Linked DNA regions of Oryza sativa: region 2 is linked to region 1. A link is a contact called in public HiCAR-type data. All regions are on one chromosome and are shown on one strand. The core of a region is the stretch at or near the end of the contact, and the rest is flanking DNA. Distances in the headings are between cores, read along the strand shown.

Region 1 (3,380 bases), core at 259-2,758:
AAACACAGGAATCAGATGAGACAGATAGACTCAGAGGAAATGTTCCAAGAGGTTAGACCTCTTGCTAACTTTTCTTCAAAATGTGTATAGGATTACCCGTTTCATAGGAATTTTAAAGGATTAGATATGATTTTTCTAAGGCCTTCATAGGATTTTTTTTCTATTGGGTTAAAATCCTCCAAAATTTCTACATTTTTTCTCCAAATCAAAGGGGCCCTCGTCGGACGAAGGGAATAGTTTTTTTTTATCTCTCATTGACAGTTCTGTTTTTAGATGTGACGTTAACAGCGAATAATTACTACTACAGCTTGAAAAGACGAGTATTTGACATTCTCAATTCTGCAGCACGCCGAAAGCATAGACGTGGGCAACTACAAGTCGACAACCTTCAGTACGATGCACACGTCTTGCACGCTGGTGCCGGACGTACGTCAGGCCGCATGTGTCACGCCCCCACGCCACGAGGCCCACGAGACCCGCGCGCGTGGCGCGCTGCCGCCCCCCGGCTCACCGCAGTAGGATCTTGCCCGTCAGTTGCGAGTTTAAGCCGGCGCGCGATCGAACCCGGCCACCGCGTACGCGATTGACGACTATACATTTTACGGGCTCACAAATTCTGCCCCTGGCCCACTGCGTAATCTCGATTCAACGTTTATTCTCTGTTCCTCTTTTTTTCATATTCGTTTTTCACTTTTTTTTCTTGTTAAATTTCTTTATTTTTTTGCGGGAAAAATTTCTTTATGTTTAACTTAAATTTATAGAAAAATATAGTAGTATTTTTAGCACAAAACAAACATATTATTAAAATACATTATCAAAATATATTGAATGCTAGATTTAATGAAACTAATTTGTTTTTTAAAATATTACCAATTTTTTTTAAACTTAGACAAACTTAACAAAAGTTTAACTAGGAAAAAAATAAAAATAATTTATAATATAAAACGGAGTGACTAACATTTTCTATTATATACAAATTAAAGGTCCCAAACCAAGCTAGCTGTGGATCACGCCATCTTGTATAGTTAAAAAGCGAAAAAAGATCATGTGAGCAGTACAAGGGATAAAAAAAACCATGTGAGCACCGAGACCTATCCAACGGCGCATGGTAGTCAGCGGGCAGGTAAGCATCCCCGACATCGATGTCGATCGACACCGTACAGTTAACACCGACGGGCGAGGGGGGGGGGGGAGTCAGACCGGCCGACGTTGCTTCCGTAAGCCGCTTACAGGAAAGCCAACGTAACAGCGTACGTAAGGAGGTCCCCCCCACCGCCCCCCCCTTCCGAGCATCCGACGCAAAAAGATAATGATAAAAATAGGCCAACCGCACCGCATCGCGCACGGTGCACGCGCGCCCACCACCATCGGTCGGTGCCGCACTTGCTTGCTCGCCCGCCCAAAGCGGCAAAGCGGTGACGCAAACTCGTTCCGCACGCAGGAAGGGAGGGATAGCTAGCGAAGCTTTGTCCTATTTAACGCGCGCCTCGCTCTCAACTCAAGGTCTCATGGATCCCACGATGCCCACTCCACATACTATTTCGGGTACTTCCCCTTTTCCACGCAACAGCAGCACCGCGGCGGAGATGATCGTGACGGAGCAGGAGCACCTGCAGCCGCGGCACCGGAGGTCTAGGAAGAGGGACCGGCCGCCGCCAACGCCGCCGTCGGGTAACATCAAGGCGGCGCCGGCGCCGCTACCGGAGGGGGGTGGCCATGGCCACGAAGAGGAGGCGCGGGACGAAGACGTGGACAGGTTCTACGCGCTGCTCGACGAGGTCAGGGAGATGAGGGAGCTGTGGCGGCGGAACGGTGATTGTGTCGCGACCAAGCGGACGAGCGTGGATGGTGGCCAGAAGAAGCAGGATCGCCAGCAGCTGTGGCGGCCGACGTTTGTAATGGAGGACTTCGCGTTCGAGTTGAAGGGAAGCCAAGTAGTCCAACCGGAGAAGAAGGTGGACAGCGCGCCTAATCTCGATCTTAGCTTGTCAATGTGATTTTTTTCTTTTCTTTTCTTTTCTTTTGTTGGGACTAGAGTACTGTATCGATTTTCTATCAGGAGAAAGAAATCAAGTTCATACAGATGAGTCTATATATACTTAAAAGAATTAGTGGGCACGGCGATGCTATTAATACTAAGATTTGCTTATAATAATTGTTAGGAAAAAAACACATTGACAACACGGGCGACAATAACCCTAGGTGAGTTTAATCCACTTAATTGTTCTTAACCTATAACCTAAACATGATCACCATTCACCAATGCTTAATGCGGAAATTGGTTCTAACTTATCAGAGATGAAAGATGAAGCCATTGAAGTCGATGTTTGGTTTTGCTTTTGTTCCTTCGATTTTTTTTCTTTCTTCTTATTTGTTAAGGAAAAAACACACAAGAGATATGGCTCACAAACCTCGTCCAGTACCTAGATCGATGGGGTGATTGTATATTTGTATTAAGATTTTAGGATTAGAGATCGATGGGGTGATTGTATTAAGGTTTTAGGATTAGAGAGAGGTTCGACGTCACCCCTGCCACTTAAGGTAATAATAGTGTTTATAGCGGCCGCTATAGCGGTACCGGATCTCTACCACTACAAGTAGCGGATATGCGTATTGGAACTTAGTGGCCATTATATCGCTTCGCGACCGCTATAGTAGCCCGCTATATATTAACTTTGTTAGATCGCTATAATGTTTATTAACTTTGTTAGATCGCTATAATGTTTATTAACTTTGTTAGATCGCTATAATGTTTAAATGGTGTGCTTCATATATGGATAGAATAAGTGTCGGTGTCTTATTTGTCTTATATATTTATATGTTATTTCATAATTTTTATGTTATCAAATGTTGGAGTAATTAAACATGTAGTCTAAATTTAAATTTTAACTTGGACTTGATGTTAATATTGATATACAATCTAAATTTATAGTTATTTTTCTTAATTTTGCTATTGGAACTTAGCATCTGCAATCGCGCCCGCTATCCGCAATCCGCTACCCAAACATCAATCTGCTACCAACTCACTATATGCTACTTATTGCCTCGCTGCCACTTCTCCTCTTTCTCATATACAGTGACACTAGTCGATAAATTCAACCAACATTCTTCTCTTGATTTTAAGATTAACGGACAAGTCAACTAAAAAAATAGCTTCCAAGGCAATGTGTTGCAACAAACGTCACTGAGACAACAAAAACCTATATTTCTCTATATTACTCAAATAAACTCAAGCTTAACTTAGCGGGTGTTGATTGATAAATTTAAGTTCTCCTTATCCAGGATATTAGTTAAGGCTCTAATTTACATATGTATTGGTCATAACATATCTAAAATAAACTTAGTTTATGATCATTTAAAACATGGATCCATGAGTAAAA
Region 2 (3,488 bases), core at 473-2,972, 140 kb after region 1:
TCCACCACCATCGTCGGGTGCAGGGGCCACGGCAACGATGGTGCTTGTCTTGTGCACTGCGATGTCGCGGGGGCACGATCGTTGGTCGGGGGAGGAGAAGGAGGCGCAGCGGGAATGGCGAAGGCGCCACTGCAGGCGCCGCGACTGTTCAACATCGTGCACAGGGGCTCCAACGATGAGCTTCCCGAGGAGACAGTGGTGGCGTACATGCGCGACAAACCCATCCCTGGCGGTGGTAGCGGCGTGACGGGCCCACGCAGCCGGCCGTGGTTGCCACTGCCCTTGTCGCCACGCCAGATCTGAGGCAGCCTTCCGCTTCCCGGATAACTTGGGCCTCGTCGGCAGCGCGGATGGCGATGGCTTCGACGACATCGACTCCGAGGACGACCTCTTCTCCACCTTCATGGACATAGAGAAGATCGTCGGCACCAACTGCGACAGCGCCGTCGAGACCTCCTCCCTGCCACGCCACACCAAGCACCACCATAGCGCTTTTATTGGCAGGTTTGTCTTTGGGCTGGTGCGGGTGGCGGTAGGAGGGCTCAGGAGTCGTCGTCGCCATCGACCTCCTGTCATCTGCCGTCGCACCAACCACGCGCCACCGTATCAGCAACACTAACCTGCTAAGAGAGGAAGAGGGAAGGAGAGAGACGGAATTTCGTGATGGAGTAGTATGGTTCCAATTTTTTTAAATTTCAGTGGCACACAACCGATATGTTAAATAGTAGTAAATAATAGTAGTATTTTTTTTTGAATTGGCATATTTTTAGTGGCATGGATCCAATTAAAAAAAAAGGACTTTCCGATAGGGTAAGGCCATGGGCTTGGGAAAAAAAGGCCTGCTGAAGAACTGTCCATGTAGAAAAACCTTCCACACTAGTCCGATAGTGTGCACAGATCTTGAAGCAGAATTCACGACCAGAGGGAGATGGATTACGAATTTTCATGCGAGTGCAAAATAGCAAAGCCGTAAAATGATTCTTGTATTCGGAAGTATCAGCCTCATGATTATGCTTATAAGCCAAAATTTGAATTTTCAATCTTAAATTTAGAGTTGATTTTGAAGTTTTTTTATCGTAGTTTATTTTTCAGTTTTTGCTTTTAGATCGCTAAGAACACGTATATAAAAATTTTATTTATAAATTATCTTCCCTTCACAAATATGTTGTTTGGTGAGTCATATATGGCCTTTTTTAGTTCTCAATTTTTTTTCCTAAAAACGTCACATCGAATATTAGGACATATGCATGGAACATTAAATATAGATAAAAAAATTAATTGCACAGTTTGCATAGAAATCACAAGACAAATCTTTTGAGCCTAATTTGTCCATGATTAGCCATAAGTGCTACAGCAACACACACGTGCTAATGACGGATTAATTAGGTTTAATAAATTCATCCCGCGGTTTCCAGGCAAGTTATTAAATTAATTTTTTTATTCGTATCTAAAAACCCCTTCCGATATCCGATCAACGTTTAATGTGACACCTATAAATTTCTCTTTTCGCAAAACACACCATATATATGTGTAGTTGAAAGAATGGGAATGTCAAGGTCAAGAATCGAGAATGAAGGGAATAACGGTAAGTGCCCAAGGTCATTGCCTGCGAAGACGAGATGACCGTGTCCCAGAATCAGCCGCATACGTAGGCGGGCCCCGCAAGTTTTTTGATTTTTCCAACTCGTGCGTTCCCACAGAGCAACCCCCCTCCCCATCGTCAGCATCTTTCTTTCTCTTCCCATCCCACTCCCTTCCCCACACGCTCTCCTTCCTTCCTTCCTTCTTCGCTTCTTCCGACGCCACTTCACCTCTCCTTCCTCCCTCCCTCGCCGCCGCGGGCTGCTTCCTCCCTCCCTCCCGCCGCGTCCCGCCACTCCCGGCTGATTACTCGAGCCGCCGCGGGGCAGATCCGTGCCGGGATAGGCCTCTCGCTCGCGCTTCGGTCCCCCGTCTCTTACCGGCGGATAAACCCTAACCGGAGAGGAGGAGGAGGGGGAGGCCATGAGGGGGAAGAAGCCGCACAAGGAGCTCAAGCTCTCCGTGCCTGCGCAGGAGACGCCCGTCGACAAGTTCCTGTAGGGTCCCCCTCCCTCGGTTCCCTGGGCCTGAAACGTGCTCTTTTTTTTCTTTTTTTTTTTACTGTCACTTGATTTCGTTTTCCTTTGTGTGTTCTCCTTTGGAGCGATCGGGTGTCATGAACTTTCGAGGTTTTGCCTCTGGTATAGAAGGGCTTCTGTGTTTTTTTTTAGTTATTTGTTGACGATTTTGGAGTTCAGATCGAATTGTCTTGCATAGTGTCTTACTGTGATTTTGGGGTTAGTTATGAACTGAGATGGAGATAAGATTTACAGAAGCGTAGGTCTACTTATACTGTCTAACTGATCTTTTGCTTGAAATATCTATGATCTGAGTTGCTGAACTGACTCTTCAATCCTCACTTAGAGTGGCTGAAATGCTATTCGTGGTTCCAGATCGTTTGTTATTTTGTTTATCCATCAGCCTAATCGTTGATTTATGTTTCGGGAGTTCGTGGTAAAATTTAATAGCTGTCACTGATCGCTGGTGCTCCTTTAGGACCGCGAGTGGTACATTCAAGGATGGTGAACTGCGGCTTAATCAAAGAGGTTTGCAGCTTATATCCGAGGAAACTGCAGATGAACCTGTGAGTTCCTGGTGCCATGGCTACTTTTTTTGTTTGTTCATATCTCCCTACTGGGTTCATGTAAACTGCTTTATCGTACTCCTTATGGTGACATGTAGGTTAGTGTAGAAGCACATGTACAGGTTGACTAGTTCAGTCAAACCTTATCATGCTTCTGTTGATTTTCATTTGGCTGATTGAATGCAATACTCACTTGCAATGCATGGGATCCATGCCACTCATGCATTCTCGCAATGTATTATGTGCTGCAATAGTGCTAAGGAATCATTGTGTAAACATTTCAGAGTTTATCCATGGATATAACATTGTTCACATTTCTCAATTTCTGTTTCATCTTTATGTCTTCCAGCAGTCAACAAACCTGAAGGTGGAAGATGTTCAGTTGTCAATGGATGACCTTGAGATGATTCAAGTCATTGGTAAGGGGAGTGGTGGTATCGTCCAACTAGTTCGGCACAAGTGGGTGGGGACATTATATGCCTTGAAGGTAATTTCCATTACACAAAATCCATCTAGTGTTCCACACTAATTCTTAAATGGAAAATGTATATCTTGTGGCTGCATCAGGCTGCGAGTCCTTCAGTTGAACTGTTTCTCTATCTTTATGTTTGTAATCATGGAAAGCTGGAAGTCAATCTCTCAGTTCCATTTTGAACATGTTTATCATAATCAGATTATTCTGCATCATAGCATTTGATTGATTTTTTAATCAATTTGGTAGTGTTGGCACCTATTAGTATGTTCCCTGTTGAAATTAGGTGGGGCATTCTACATAAATGGTGTAGCAGAAGCATCTGTCGTCAGCTTACGTGTTGCATGCAAT

What was found. HiCAR-type assays count read pairs that join an accessible place to other places.
Region 2: a contact with region 1 is called in a HiCAR-type map of leaf, with 2.1 times the contacts expected there. The contact joins the promoter of LOC4324023 here to the promoter of LOC4324051 in region 1. A contact is called at or near these places in 2 of 15 Hi-C or Micro-C datasets (leaf and seedling) and 1 of 4 datasets of contacts at active chromatin or transcription factors (leaf).

What each region holds. Positions count from the first base shown.
Region 1 is chr1:18,332,451-18,335,830 of ASM3414082v1, forward strand. LOC4324051 (NRR repressor homolog 3) reads left to right here and starts at 1,509. Exons shown (of 1, transcript NM_001428060.1): 1 at 1,509-2,079. The coding sequence starts at 1,509. The coding sequence ends at 1,997.
Region 2 is chr1:18,469,245-18,472,732 of ASM3414082v1, forward strand. It overlaps LOC4324023 (mitogen-activated protein kinase kinase 1-like), which reads left to right and starts at 1,723. Exons shown (of 8, transcript NM_001428047.1): 1 at 1,723-2,078; 2 at 2,578-2,665; 3 at 3,015-3,152. The coding sequence starts at 2,005.